2 separate regions of the Arachis hypogaea genome follow, and region 2 is linked to region 1. A link is a contact called in public Hi-C data. All regions are on one chromosome and are shown on one strand. Each heading gives the region's core, a stretch centred on a gene start, on an enhancer-like site or on the middle of the called end of the contact. The rest is flanking DNA. Distances are from core to core; before and after follow the strand shown.

What was found. A called contact is a pair of places that touch in the nucleus more often than the background predicts.
Region 2: a contact with region 1 is called in a Hi-C map of leaf, with 2.7 times the contacts expected there. The contact joins the enhancer-like site here to the promoter of LOC112754919 in region 1. A contact is called at or near these places in 2 of 8 Hi-C or Micro-C datasets (both in leaf).

Annotation. Positions count from the first base shown.
Region 1 is chr16:126,964,316-126,971,879 of arahy.Tifrunner.gnm2.J5K5, forward strand. LOC112754919 reads left to right here and starts at 4,456. Exons shown (of 3, transcript XM_025802741.3): 1 at 4,456-4,593; 2 at 6,016-6,074; 3 at 6,658-7,485. The coding sequence starts at 6,740. The coding sequence ends at 7,309.
Region 2 is chr16:127,098,010-127,105,573 of arahy.Tifrunner.gnm2.J5K5, forward strand. No RefSeq gene overlaps it. Among protein-coding and RNA genes, the nearest start is that of LOC112754920, 11 kb to the right of the region's middle. Within about 2 kb of position 3,477, at least 1 of the 3 cell types and tissues checked has open chromatin away from gene starts, as enhancers often do.

The DNA.
Region 1 (7,564 bases), core at 3,206-5,705:
AAAGATTATATGTCACGTATCCTATTAAATTCAGATAATTAAAATTTAGGAGAAATAGTTTTCAAGCTGTTGTTCAGATAAAGAGCTTTTCCAAGTTTTACAAGAACTCAAATAAAAAGAGGGTCATACTTCCGTTCCACCCAAATTCATAAAATAAAGAGCGAAAACAATTCTTAAATTATAAATCCATACATAAATTAAAATAGTAAAAGCAATAAAATTAATCCATAGAAATAGACAGAGCTCCTAACCTTAACAGTGGAGGTTTAGTTACTCATGGAAAAGAGAAAATAAGGATTCAGGTCCAAATGTACCGTCCTCCAATCTGATGGCATCAGATCCCTTTTTATAACTAATCCTAATAAATTTAAAATCTAATATTTAAAATTAAACTTAAGATAATATCTTTTCCTAATTTAAGATTTGAATTTAAATTTGAATTAATTAACAGATCTTCAGTTGATGGATGAGGACCACTTGTTCTGCCCATTCTGCAGCTTCTAATCTGTGTTTTCTGGGCTGAAAATTGAGTTAAAACAGCCCAGAAATCGCCCCCAGCGTTTTTCTACATTTTCTGCACGTGGTGCATGTGACGCGTCCGCGTCGTCCACGCGTTCGTGTCATTTGTGCAGATTCCAGTCCACGCGATCGCGTCAGGCACGCGATCGCGTCATTGCGATTTCCTCCATTCCGCGCGGTCGCGTGAGCCATGCGTCCGCGTCGGTATTCGCTGGTCATCTCCTTGGCTTCTTCTCTTTTTCTGCAGAAACTCCATCAAATTCCGCCAAATGCTATCTAAAATAAACAGTATTGTACAAAATTCAAAATAGCATCCATAATGGCTAAAATATAATTAATTCTTAATTAAATTCAACAATTTAGATACAAATTCACTAGAAAAAGATAGACAAAATGCTCACGCATCAAAGAACAATAATAATAAATTTTATCTTTAGGCACAACTTGGAGTATTTTTCGATTGGCATCAAATTGAACTGATTGAATATGAAGCACTAGTATTAGGAGTCCTAAAATTGGAGCATAACCCTTAATAATTGAGTATCAATAGAAATGAAAAGCAGATAAGAAATATCTTCAAATTTTTCAATAAAGTCTTCTTGCCTTCTCATTTGAGACCATATTTGTTTAAGCACTATTAAATCATTTGACTCAAATTCACATTTTCATCAGGCGACAACTAGGGAGACCCTAAAAAATTAACAATAGGGACAAAATTATATAAAGTAAAATTTATGTATAGATATTTTATTTTAGTTTTTTTTTTCACAGTATATTCTAACACAATAAATCAAGAATTAATCTGTTGTGAATTTGAACTCCATTTAAAAATTTGTCATTGTCAATAAATTATTATATATACAAAGTAAAATTTAAATTTTTGACACTTACTTAAATAAACTAATAATATTCTAAGACATATTACAAATAACTCCTAATTAAATAGTATCATAAAGTTAATTATCACTATTTTTTTAGTTAATTTATTTATTTGATGATATCCTTGCAAAATTGGATAATGTATATGCAACATATGGGAAAACAAAATTAGCATTAAAGAAAATAATAACAAAAATCATTTAGTGAAATGTAAAGATTTGATTCTTAAAAAAAGGTTCTAAGATTGTACATATAATGTGAACGTGATGGCTTTAGACTCTTTATCAGATCTTTGAATTTTTCAAACACCAATACATTGGCTAATAGTAAAAATTTTATTCATGCATGAAAAAGATGATAAATTCGAGACAGAAATTTTTATGTGCTTATAAAAGTACCGAAGGTTTCACAAAACAACATTACTTAGCTTATTCTTTTATCTAACTTATGGGTATTGAGCTCGGATTTAGAGCTTGTGAGTACATGTGATGAAAAATAATGGAACAATTTATGTACAAATAATATAAATACAAATTAACATACAAGATATATATTTAAGGAAAAAAAGATCAATGAAAAAAAAAATTAATATAAGGCTTGACCTACAAAAAATGTCTTTAGTAGAGTAGTCAAATTGTCGCAACATTCTTATCCGGAACGGTGTAACTTGATGGCGATCTAGAGATGAGAAAGATATTCGTCACTTTTAAAGGAAATCGTATTATGAAATTTGAAGTCGCTATTAATCAAATTTTTCACAAAAAATGGAATGATTAACTAGATGTAAAAGAAAAAAAAATAAATAAAAAAAATAAAAAACTGTAATACCAGAGTTTAGATTTGGGGGTTGATTATGAATGAAAAAAGTACTAACACTCTATCTTATCCGTTCAAACGGTTATCTTTTACTTTATTATTATTTATGAATTTAATTTAATTAGTCTTTTTTTAAATATATATATTTTTATTTTTTTATTAACCGAAACTTTTTAACACCATTGGTGACAACTTAATTAATTATGTTTTTAATAATTTTTATGAAATTAAGTTTAATCATAGCTCGCTCATGATTAAATCTGAAATAAAATTCTTAAGAATATTAGATAGAATAATTTAACCAGTATCCTAATCTTCTTCTAATTTTTATCATTAGATAATTTGAAGAGTTATAAAATATATTATATTATGATAATATTATATTATTTTACAAAAATATTGATTAAATAATTATAAAAAAGTACAGAAGAAATAAACTAAAATTATAAAATAAATCATATTATAATCTTTGATATAACAGTTGATGGAGTGGTTATTTACATTTTTAAAGACACTTTTGATTTAGACAATATATAAATCACATTAATATCATAAAAATTTAAAGAAAACGATGAAATTTATATGTTAGATCTGAAAGAAAATTTAAAATAAAATGTAGCGAAAAAACTGCATACCAAGAATAATGTTAGTTTTACTGATTCTTTGAAATTCCTTCAACAATCTTCTTTGAGAATTTTTTTTATCTCTATTTGTTGAAATTTTAAAATAACTACTTCTTTTAAAATTTCTACCGACAATAATGATCTCTTTAGACTAACTTGTAATATCTATAAAAAAAATATTCCTACATCAATACAAACTAAAGAAGAAAATCTCAGCACTCGCACATGTTTTGGCAGTTATTTTCGATGACAGGTTGGGGATGAGCTGAGCATGATTTTGTTATTCAATATCTTCATGCTGCTAAAGATCTTTTCTCTTACTTTGATCTGCTGCCAACTTATTACTGGTGACTTTCATATTTTTTTTTTGGATATTAATATAAAAAATATTAAAATAAAATTATTTTTTTAATTTTTAATTTTATTTAAAAAAAAAAAGAAAATAATAACAACAACAATAACATGTAAATATCTAGACAAATTTAAATACCAACAATGAGCTTCTTGAATGAGGCTTCATTTGTTACCATCTAGTTTTGAGGGATACTCATATTCTTGTATTGTATTGTTGATCTTTAAGAATCCTTGCTCCACTTTTGAGTTTGTTGAATAACCCATCTACAAGGATCATCCACGTCTTTGTCGTTGTGGGCTCTGTAGATTCTGCAAAAAATTCGTAGAAGGTTGATATAACATTATTTATCTTAAATAAAAAAAATTATCATTCTGGGAGTATGTTTATCTCAATAACATTATATTTGGTGCTACTAATAGAAGTTTGTGCAAGCACTTTTTTGATATTATGCAAGTGATTAATATGAAAATTTATAAAAATATTTGGATAGTTATTTAGAAAGTGTATAAAAAAAATTGATATCTAAATTTTATTTTTTATTTTTTTAAAAATTATTTTTGGCCATGAGCAAAAGTTTTCAAAAGATATTACTTGACTCAAAAATACCAAATTTTAAAAATAACAAATATTTTAATTTTTAATCATATTCACAAAAAATTGTATCAAAATCCCATCTATAGAGTCTTTTTCTAAAATTATATATTTAACAATTAGTTATTTTATCATATTTTAAAATATTTTTTTAGAATATTTTTATTGTTAATAAATTCAAAAAATAATTTTTTTAGCGATTTGATCATTCAACAGAATTTTTGATGATTTATTTTTTAAAATATTTATTTTAAATATTATTCAAGAAAAGATATTTTATAGAAATTAAAATTATCCAAAAACTCCCTTCTCTATTATCTATGATTACTATTAACTAAGTACTTTTAAAATTATCTAAAGAATCCCTTCGTCTTTGATTCATATTATGGTCTTAAATAAATGATTAAATTTTTTTAATATTAAAGAGAGTAATTTTTTCATTCTTTTCTTGCATATTATCCTAAAATTATTTTTAAAAAAACATTGACGAAAAACAACAAAGATAAAGAAGAATTTTAAAAAATAAAAAATAACATTATTAATTTTTGTAGTGATAATAATTGTCATTATTGATTTATAAGTGGGCTCAGCAATAAAGGCCGCAGCATACAGGGCTCATTCTTCTCTATTTTAAAATTCTTCTCATACTCCGTCCAACATATAAAAAAAAAAAACCTGTCGCACGATCTCAAATTATTTTGTTTACTTCTTTCTCAGATCAAATAATCTAATCCCATCGCTGTTTTTCTTCGGTCCTCACTTTTCGCAGCGGCTCCACTCGTCTTCCACATCAGTCACAGCCAACTGCAGGTTCCAATTTTCTGTTTCATGTGTTCTTCGCTTTCGTCTTTGTGCTGGTTATCTTGATTTGTTTCCGTCCTAATGCGTCTTCCAACTTCAATTCTTTATGATTGTTATTCTTGTTATCATCATTGTTATTGTTGCTATTATTATCTGTTTTGGATATTGGTTGATCTTAAAGTTAGAACTTAGAAGTCAAAGGCTTTTGACATCACATCTTTTCTTTTGTGTCCAACCCCTACCCGTTGGAGTTCAGATTTCAGTGGGTAGAGAGGCTGGCCAATCTTTTTGACGGTTACATTCAAAATCTAAACATTTAGGTCGCAAAAGCCCATATATATATGTTTGCTTTCCGATCACTTGCGATTCGTGTGATAAGAAGATTTAATGTCAATCTTGTATTGCCTTAATAAGAAGATTTGGATGTTCTTTGATCCATCACTTGATTCGAGTTGATTTTTACTCAAATATTAATAGAAACTTGGAATTAATTATGCACAGAATTTATGATCTAATTTGGAGCAAATGTTCAACCTAGTCCCTAAATTTTTATGCTTGCATCAAGTTGGTTCCCAAATATTTTTTGAATCAATGTGGTACTGATATTTTCTCGGTGAATCATGTTCGTCCTGCGATTCATTAATGGAGTCCTTGCATGGATAGGTTTGTCATCAGGTGGTACTACAGTGGCTAGAAGATGACATAAGATGAGTTGGAAGAATAAGAATTTGTTTGTTTTACTGGGAAATAGTAGTTAATGTGGGGTGGGGTGTGAATTCATTTTTGTATTTGGTGTTTGAAGGGCAAATATGACGTTTTCGTGGGATTCACTCAACAACGAAACAATCTCGTCTTGCTTGAGTGCCACTTTGGCACTTAACAGTTCGCGATAGCATTCTGTTAATGGAAGTTTTCACAATGTCTAATTTGATTCATGGGAAAATATCGGTTACCAAGTTGATTCAAAAATAATTTCTAGGACCAGCTTGATATGAGCATTTACTCATTTAATGTGTGTATAGATGTTGAAGAGTTTTAATCCTTATTATGTAGCTCTGGTAATTTAGTTGCTGCTATGTGTATATTAACATTCTTAGATATGTGTTTAGTTTCTCACTGTTCGAGTATTTAAATATTAGTTAGGATGGTGTAGTTAGATACTTGAATTATTATCTGAATTTAACTTAAATAGTTATCTTTCTCCTCTCTTTTTTTCACACGACTAAACACCTATAAGTAGGTTGCACCGTGTATCATATTGATTCTCAAAAATTACAGATCCTCTTTTCTAAATCTCTTCCCTTAGTCTCTACCAATCACAAAATTAAATGATGATTATTTATTGCTAATTGGTTATACTTTATATAATGTTAGTTGCTTCTGTAGTGTTATTATGTGATTGCACTTTATGTGACTTTCATATTTCTGAAGTTGTAGTTTATCTTGAAATTGGAGACATAGTTTGAAGGGAAGCTTCCTTGCTAGCCCAGGTAAATTTGCTTCCTAATTCTTGCCTCTTTAATTTTATGGATATTCACTTTTACAACCAAATCAGTATGAGCTTTTTATGTTTGAACATCAAGACATCTGTGACAAGTCCCTGGTTGCTGTTTGTTTTTCTGCACAAATCACTTTCTTAATGCCATGATGTTTGCATTTTGTTAAACATGACAGACACTCAGACAGGAATGGGATGTCGATAACTTGATATAAATCGCTCTACATCCATCAGTTCTTTCACTTTGTTTTCTTCTTAAAGGATTTTTTCCCCTTTAAGATTTGTTAATTATACATTAAGCACATGGATTGCAAGTAGCCGAAGTCAAGTTCTGTGATGGTTATTTATTGTGTATTGTGGAAGGGAAGGACAATAGTTATTCACACATATTTGTGAAAATGAGTTTTATGTTAATAATGTGGAGATAATTGGTATTTTCATAATTTTATATTTATTATTTGTAAACATGTTGTATGGGTTAGAATGAATTAATATATATAGTATAAATTTAATTATAAAAATCATTTATCGTACCCTACACTATGATATATGATTTGGTCTCTATATATTAACAGGCTTTGGAAGCTTAAAACAACAGTTCAGACCAACATCCAGTTCTAATTCTATAATTTTCCCGTAAATTCTTCCTTCCATTCCATGGCAAATCCTTTCTCAGATTTCAAGTACTCAGATGGTCTAACTGTAGTGGGCATCTCCTTCTGCACAGCTATTGTTTGTGAGGCTATCTCATGGGTTCTGATCTACCGCACCAATTCATACAAGAACCTTCGCTCTTCAATCGACAAAGCCTCCAAGAAGCTTGAGACAATGAAGACAGAGAGCAACAAAATCAACATCAAGAAGTCTAAGACCAAAAAAATTGACCGTGTTGAGACAAGCCTGAAAGAATCCAGTCGTGACTTGTCTCTCTTCAAATTCAAGTCTGGGGGTGTGGTTGCGCTAGTTCTCTTTGTGGTCTTTGGTTTGCTAAATTCACTCTTTGAAGGCAAGGTAGTTGCCAAATTACCCTTTAAACCTTTTGGTCTTGTTATGAAGATGAGCCATCGAGGGTTACAGGGTAGTGACCCCACTGATTGTTCCATGGCATTTCTATACTTCTTATGTTCCATTAGCATCCGAACAAATTTGCAGAAGTTCTTGGGTTTTGCACCACCAAGGGGTGCAAGCGGCAGCCTCTTTCCCATGCCCGATCCGAAGACCAGTTGATCATGTTTTGCTATGTATTGTAAACCTTTATTCCCTTATTTTTAGGTTGAAGATAATCTGGAGCCGCATAACTGTAGCAATTTATGATTTATGACCGGGTTCTTAATGCAACCATCATTTCCGTTTTTATAACTGGTGCTGAAGGTCGTTAATTTCCAATTTCAGTTTTAAGATCATGATTTTCTTGTCAAGTTTTGATTTATATACAATAAACTGTACCCTTGGCTTTGCTACTATAGAAACGGATTTTCTTCT
Region 2 (7,564 bases), core at 2,227-4,726, 130 kb after region 1:
TATTAAAAAATTCGAAATCAAATTGAATTGGAATTAGAATCAAATTGCAACCTAACTTAAAAAGTTATAGAAACTACATGAATGTAAGAGAAGATTATGAAAATTATATGAATGCAAATTTCTAGTGCAAGATACCAAATTTGACAAATCAAAGGAAGAATAATGAAGCCAACTCATAAGATGGTGAACAATCTAAAATATACATACAATTTGAAGCAAATTCTACAAATTTCATTGTGTCACCTATGTATTCATGTATTAGTTGTTAAAAAAATGATTATTTTATTAAAAAATTTTGTCTATATAAAGACATATATGTTTATGTAATAATCATGTATTTATTTGTGTGTTACGAACTTTGTTAAATTTATATTTTATTATTATATGTTATTATATATACCGATATAACTAAATATATTAATACTAATATATTAATATTAAATATAATATTAATAAATAGATATATATATATATATATATATATATATATATATATATATATATATATATATATATATATATATATATATATATATAAAGGAAAATCTCTTTTATTTTGTAAAGGCAAGATGTTTTTTAAATTTAAAAAAAAAAAAAAAACTCTTCTCATTATAAGCAAGTTGCTTTAGGAATAATTTAAAAAAATATATAAAAAAGTCTCTCATTCACTAAAAAAGAGTAAATCCATCACTCTAAAGTTCAACACTATACATCTTTATCTTTAAAAATAACACTAAAAAAGATTTCATATCCAATTTTTTTTTTTTTGCCTCACATACGCATGAATTGTCATAGTTTCTATGCATTTTGTTCTATATTATTTGAAAAATTTTTTGCAATACATCATAAATATTCTATTATTTTTATTATGGGATATAAACACTCAGTAATCCTTAAAAAATATTAAGTTATTATATTAGATAATCATCTAAGAATAAGTGAATATAAATCTAGTGGTTCATAGTCATCATGCACTGCAATTGCCAAGTCCTAGTTTAAACCTAGTTTTCATCGTGATTCTTAATATATGGCCATCACTCCCTGACATATATGATATATCACTTCAAATGTTGCTTTGAAGATATGCAGTTATTGACTTTATATTGAAAAGCATATATGTGTTAGATAGAAGAGAACAATACTCACATAAACTTTCTGATTCTCTGGTTTCACCCTAGCTAATATGTAGTACAGGAGAATCGACATTATAATCTATATGTACTTTTAATAATTATTCTGTAGTGGTTAGTTCACATGAGAGACATGTATATGTGTGACGTGTCTATTTGTGGTGGTCTTAATAAGTTCATCTAAAATTTCAAATTATGGGTTTTGTAAATTAAAAAAAAAAAATTAAACATCGACGAATATATCTCTGAAAATTTTAAACAACAAAAGCACCCTGAATAAATTTAAAAATGTTAATAAAAAAATCAAAATGGTAGAAATGTATTATCAAAAATATTTTAGAAATCGATTTTGGCATCGCTTTTTATAAATATAATTAAAAAAAATATATATTTATCCTTAAACTTGATATTTTATGCCACGTTGATTTTTGTGAATTTTTTTGTGGGAGGCAAAATGTTTTTTAAAAAAATAAAAATAGTTTTATAAATTTAATTTTACTCTAATATTTTTTGTACATACTTATAATTATCTAAATATTTTTATAAAAATTTAAATTAAACGAACAAGTCATTTTCAAGTAAAAAAAATATAATTTTTTATTTATATAAAAAGTTTTTTATTTATTTTGTCATGTTATTTTATCGTTTTAATCTTTTAGAAATAGTTTTATCGGTAGCAAAATATTTAAGGTTCGGTTTGGTAAAGTTTTTCAAAGAGGTGCTTGTACTTTTTAAAAGTCTAATATAAACTTATATGTTAACTAATTTTCAAATTTAATACTTGTATTTATGTCTATTATAGTATTTTTAAATTTTAAAAGCTATTTTACCAAACGTAATTATTATTGTTCATATTTATTAAAAATTATTTTAATTTGATTTACCAAATATAAATGTTACAATTTTTAAATTACTCTTAAAAAATAAAAATTTTACCAAACTAAATTTAAGAGTGTTATTGGTAGTTTTCAAAAAGTATTTAATGGTGCGATATTTTCTTAATTACATGAATATCATTTTTTATTGTGACTTACAATATATAGCATTTTTAATATCGTTATAGCGTTTTGGCTGCAGTGCTAAGTAAATTTAGGACGCATTTATAAAATGAAAATTCGTATGCAATTATTTTCGTATTCACGAAGTTGATATTTAATAATTATTAAATAATTTAATAAATTTAATTAAATTTTTATTTAATAATTTTTAACTATTAATTTATATAAAGATAATTATATGTAAGTCTTTATTTATTTATAATATTTTATTAGTAATTTGGATTGAAAAAATATTTCATTAATAAATTTATTATTTATTTGTTGTGTATAGAAAAATGATTTAGTTAAATAATAATAATAATAATAATAATAATAATAATAATAATAATAATAATAATAATAATAATATAGTTAACTAAAAGTACCACTAAAACATTGATTTTTAATGTGATAAATTTGACAATATTAATTAATTTATTACTTTTTTAAAAAATAATTCTTTTGTTATCGGCGAATTTACAGTAAAAAAAAATCTGATGGTAACACTTCATTAATTTATTGTCCGATTAATCTTCCGATAATACCAACATTATTAGTGTCGGAACCAAAAAATCAGAATGGTAACTTATTTCTTAAGGAATTTTTTGTCAGATGGGATCCAACACTAAATCTAATAGTAAAGACTAAAGAGTGAGTTTATAATAATAATAATAATAATAATAATAATAATAATAATAATAATAATAATAATAATAATAATAATATATTATTATTATTATTATTATTATTATTATTATTATCATTTTTATATAATTTATATTTTTGAAAATATCATTTATAAATATTATTGTATATTTACTTAATCATTTATAAATATGCTATTATACTTTAAATTTATACACTATTATTGATAATCTTATTATTTTTATCATTATTTCGGAGATACTCTCCAAATATAAAAAAAAATATAATTTTTTTCTACTATTTTCTACAATTAATCTATTGAGAAAGTAAAATAAGGGTGTTTGTCATTTGTTAATCTACAAAAAAGAAAAAAAATTAAGGATGTTAATAGAAATACAATTGTGTTATTGCTAAATTTTTCTTTAAATTAATCATTTTTTATTTCTATGCAACCTATATATACCTATGTTTAGTTTAATTTAAATATATTATATTCTTGTATTTTTACTTTTGTAAAATGTTAAAGAATATGAAACACGCAAAAATATTTGTTTTATTTAATTTTTCTTATGCATATCGTTCTTATTGAAAATTTAAAGGTATCCATCATCCATGTCATCATTACTATTTAACTCTATTTTTTATAGTATTGGCTTATTCAATTCTTTATTGTCTTTCTTTGTATTGTATTGTATATTTATCTATTTCTTTAGTCTGCATAGACACATGGTATGTCTGGGATGTCTTTTTATTTTGAATTTTGAATTTAAAAATCACCTTTATATGTACCCCCGAATTCAAACGTTTTCTCATTTGTTAGACATCATTACAATATCCCTTTTTCAATAAACTATTAGATTCTCCATCCACAAAAAATCAATGGTATACATTAACTGCAACATTTTAGATATGTCCCTAAATTTTCCTTACCAAAGTTTCCATTCCCTCTAGAAAAGACAATTGTTTTTTTTCTGACAAAAGCTAATCAAAAAATAAAAATATTTATAGCTACCTTAAAAATTAATTAAACGTAAAGTTGCGCAACGCACAAAGATTTGGAACTTTCAATGTTCTAAGTTGATTTGTATTGTATAATTTAATGAATATATTAATTTATTTATTTTGAAGATGAAGAAACTATCATAATAAAAAAAGTTATATATCCAATTACACCATATTTGAATTGACAAGTCTCTACACTGTATTGTACATAATACATTTTTATATGTTATTATTACTATTAATTATTAATATAGATTCAAAACATTACTTAGAAATAATAATTATAATAGGAAGATTTATATTATTTTTATACAGTGAAAATATTGCTTGCAAGTGATAATTTATACGTAAATATTATTCAAGTAACATAATATTTTAAAATTTTAATAGAAAATTATTAAATTTATATAACTATTCGAATTCAATTTAAATTTATATAATTAATTATTTTGTTGAAATCAAATATTGTGTGCATTATATTAATTTTTTTTATATTATATAACCATTTATCAAACTCTTCATATAATTCTATAAATAAGAGACAAGTTAAGACAAAAAAGTGTACATTCTACTATTCTAGTAATTTCAAATGGGACTCTAAGAACAACTCAAACAAGATTTTCTGTATCATTTTTCATGCATTTTTGCAATTTCATATTTTTAAATATAAATTTACCTATAACCCTAAAGTCCATGGTGATGATGAAGTTTCAAGTACTATAATTCTCTTTTTTATTTTTTGAAAGTAAGTACTATATTAGCATAGTCTATTAAATATCAATCATCAGATCTATTTAGAGGAAAAAATATATTCTTTGAATTTATTATAACATTGATGTTTCAATTTTTAATTGGAACATTTTAAATGTACCTAAATGAATTCTATAATTTGTGACTGAACTACATGCCGAATCTAATTCTGTGTGATACTGTGATCTAAAAATTATGAACTTAAACTGTAATTATTAAATTACTCTTTTTTATAGACTATTTTAAGATTTGTTCATATATATATATATATATTAGACGGTGTAAATTGTATATAATCAATTGAGGGATTGTATATTTTATAAATAAATAAAAAAATAAGTATTATTTAAACATCTTAATTATCAAAAAGAAAGTGTCATTTTCTTTTCTTAATTCTATGTTTTTTAAAGTAAATTATGTTATATATAAAAAAATAGTTTTTTGTATATAAAATATATTATAATATAAAATATATATTAAATTAAAATTATATAAAATAATATATATAAATATACATAAATATATAATAACTGATTTACTAGTTAATTTATATAATATATATATATATATAACACTTTTTTCTAACATTATTTATAAAAAATTTAATTTTAATGTATTGTCACGTAAATTCAATTACATAACACCACGTGTTAGAAAAAATATATTTTTTATATTAATTGCGTAAAAAATTATTTTAAAGAATAAATGTGATTAAATAATTATATAAAATATTTTTATGCCATATCAAAATTAAAATAATTTACAAAACTTGCAATTGCAACAAATACAACGAACCCTAAAAAATATATACAATAACATATATAATATTTTATTAACTAATTTCCTTTGTCATAGATTCTTAACTCTTGATCCTAACACAATTTGTCCCTCCTCTTATGATGACTCTGCTTCTGTATTGTGGTGTAGTATCTTTTATTGTCAGAAGAGAGAAGAAAGGGGGGGGGGGGGGTGGTTTGAATAGAAGCAGGGGTAAAGACTGAAGTCTGAAGCATGAGAAATTGTATGTCTATGTGATGTGTTCCCATGTTGATGTTCATGACCGAGTTTCTAAAGGTGGCTCAGCAATTCCTTTTGTTGGAGTGAAGCCATTCTTACTTTTGTAGCAGATATTGCGTTTAAAGGGTCTCTAACTACCTATTTCCACAGGTTTCAGCTGTTTTGATGCTTATTAGGCTCTACCCCATAGCCCTGCTATTTAGCTTCAAAGATCTTTAATTTTGAGCGGTTTTTATTACTTACTACACCCTAAATCTACTTTCCTGTGATGAATCTTCAAAAAGATGGACATGTCTAAACCGTCAAATATAAAATTTTCATAAGTATTATAAGGTATTATTATTAAAATAGAATTTTTTAAATAAATAATTTAAATATTTTATTTACGGATATAAATAATTTATGGTCAATTTATGTTTTACGTCTTATTATTTTATCATGTAAAAAAATTGATTATGCACATATCTCATTTATACTGTAAATGAGATAAAATACAGACATTAATGAACGTATCACAGATACACATGTTGTGTAACAGTAAATATATAAATGAGATATGTGCATAATCAATTCGTTTACACCGTAAACGAGATATGCACAAATATAATTTTCAAATGTTTTTCATTTTCTATCTCTCTCTTATTAGACCTTTCTCTTAGATATGTAAGATATTCGGATTTGATGGCACATACAAATGCAAGAAAGGACAATGATTTCAAACTATCCATAATCCTGAGACATGGTGGAGGTGAGACAAGTGTGTGGCCCTCTAAATTTACACTCTTCCTTATCAAATTAAAATAAGATTGTTATACGTTCTTTCCAAAATAATTATAATAAACAAGAATATAATTACTTGATTACGAAATAGTGGCTTACTAATATCTATGAATCTGTCGAAGTGTAACACAAAAATTCTAAAGACATTATGCGACAGATTACATGCAATGCATATGCTATTTTGCTCAATCAGACTCCATAATTCTATACTCATCATTCCTCTAAATGCTGTAATTCTTCATAACTAGGATGATAATCTCTCCGTTTTTAAATTTATAATCGATACAAAATTTTACATCGCTGTCTATATTGTAAGCATCTCACTCATATTAAAAAATGGAGTATGCTCATGTATCGCATTAAGATTCAGCATGTGATAGTAGCTAGCTACAGCTAACAACTCCGAAACTAGTTATAGGACAGATAGAAGATACTAAATTATTCCACCTACCAGGGTTTCAAGTACAAACTCTTCCTTATCCTTAGTAGAACTACTTTTATTGCTGTCGTCAATGTATTCTTCATCCGACTCCTTAATGTCCACGTCCATGTGTTTTATTGAACTAATGTAACACCCTTACTATCAGAATGTCACGCTTCCGGCTGCGCCACTCTGACAGCTCAGGTATCACAACAACTTCTAAACTTAATAATAATAAAATATGAGCCTTTAACTCGAATACCGGATCACTATTTCTACTAGCACAGTGTAGGAGAGTGATGCAAGACGGGTCATCTTGGACAAAGTTCACATGCACACAACCACCACCATCTTCGTCACCAACTTTTACAGCTTCATCACTTGTTGGGCCATAATTTTCTTGTGAACATCGAACATTAGGCATACATGCTCATTGCTATCGAACCAAAAAAATACGAAACTGAAAATACTCTATTTTTCATTGTTGCTAACAACATATACCCCACTCATCCAACTTCTTTTGTCCGATTAACATCCATAGTCATCAATATTAGGTTTTTAGCTCAGATAGAAAACTTAAATGACAAGTGCACAAAAAGATAGGACTATCACATTTAAATACAACCACATCATCATTATTTTTCATGTAATAATTGGGATATATACTCAAAAATATATTTAATTACCATTGGACATTTTTACAAAACTTATTGAAAGAACAAAGAAGAAAAATAGAAAAGAAACAGTAATATGTTTGTAATAAATGCCAATACTTATAAATC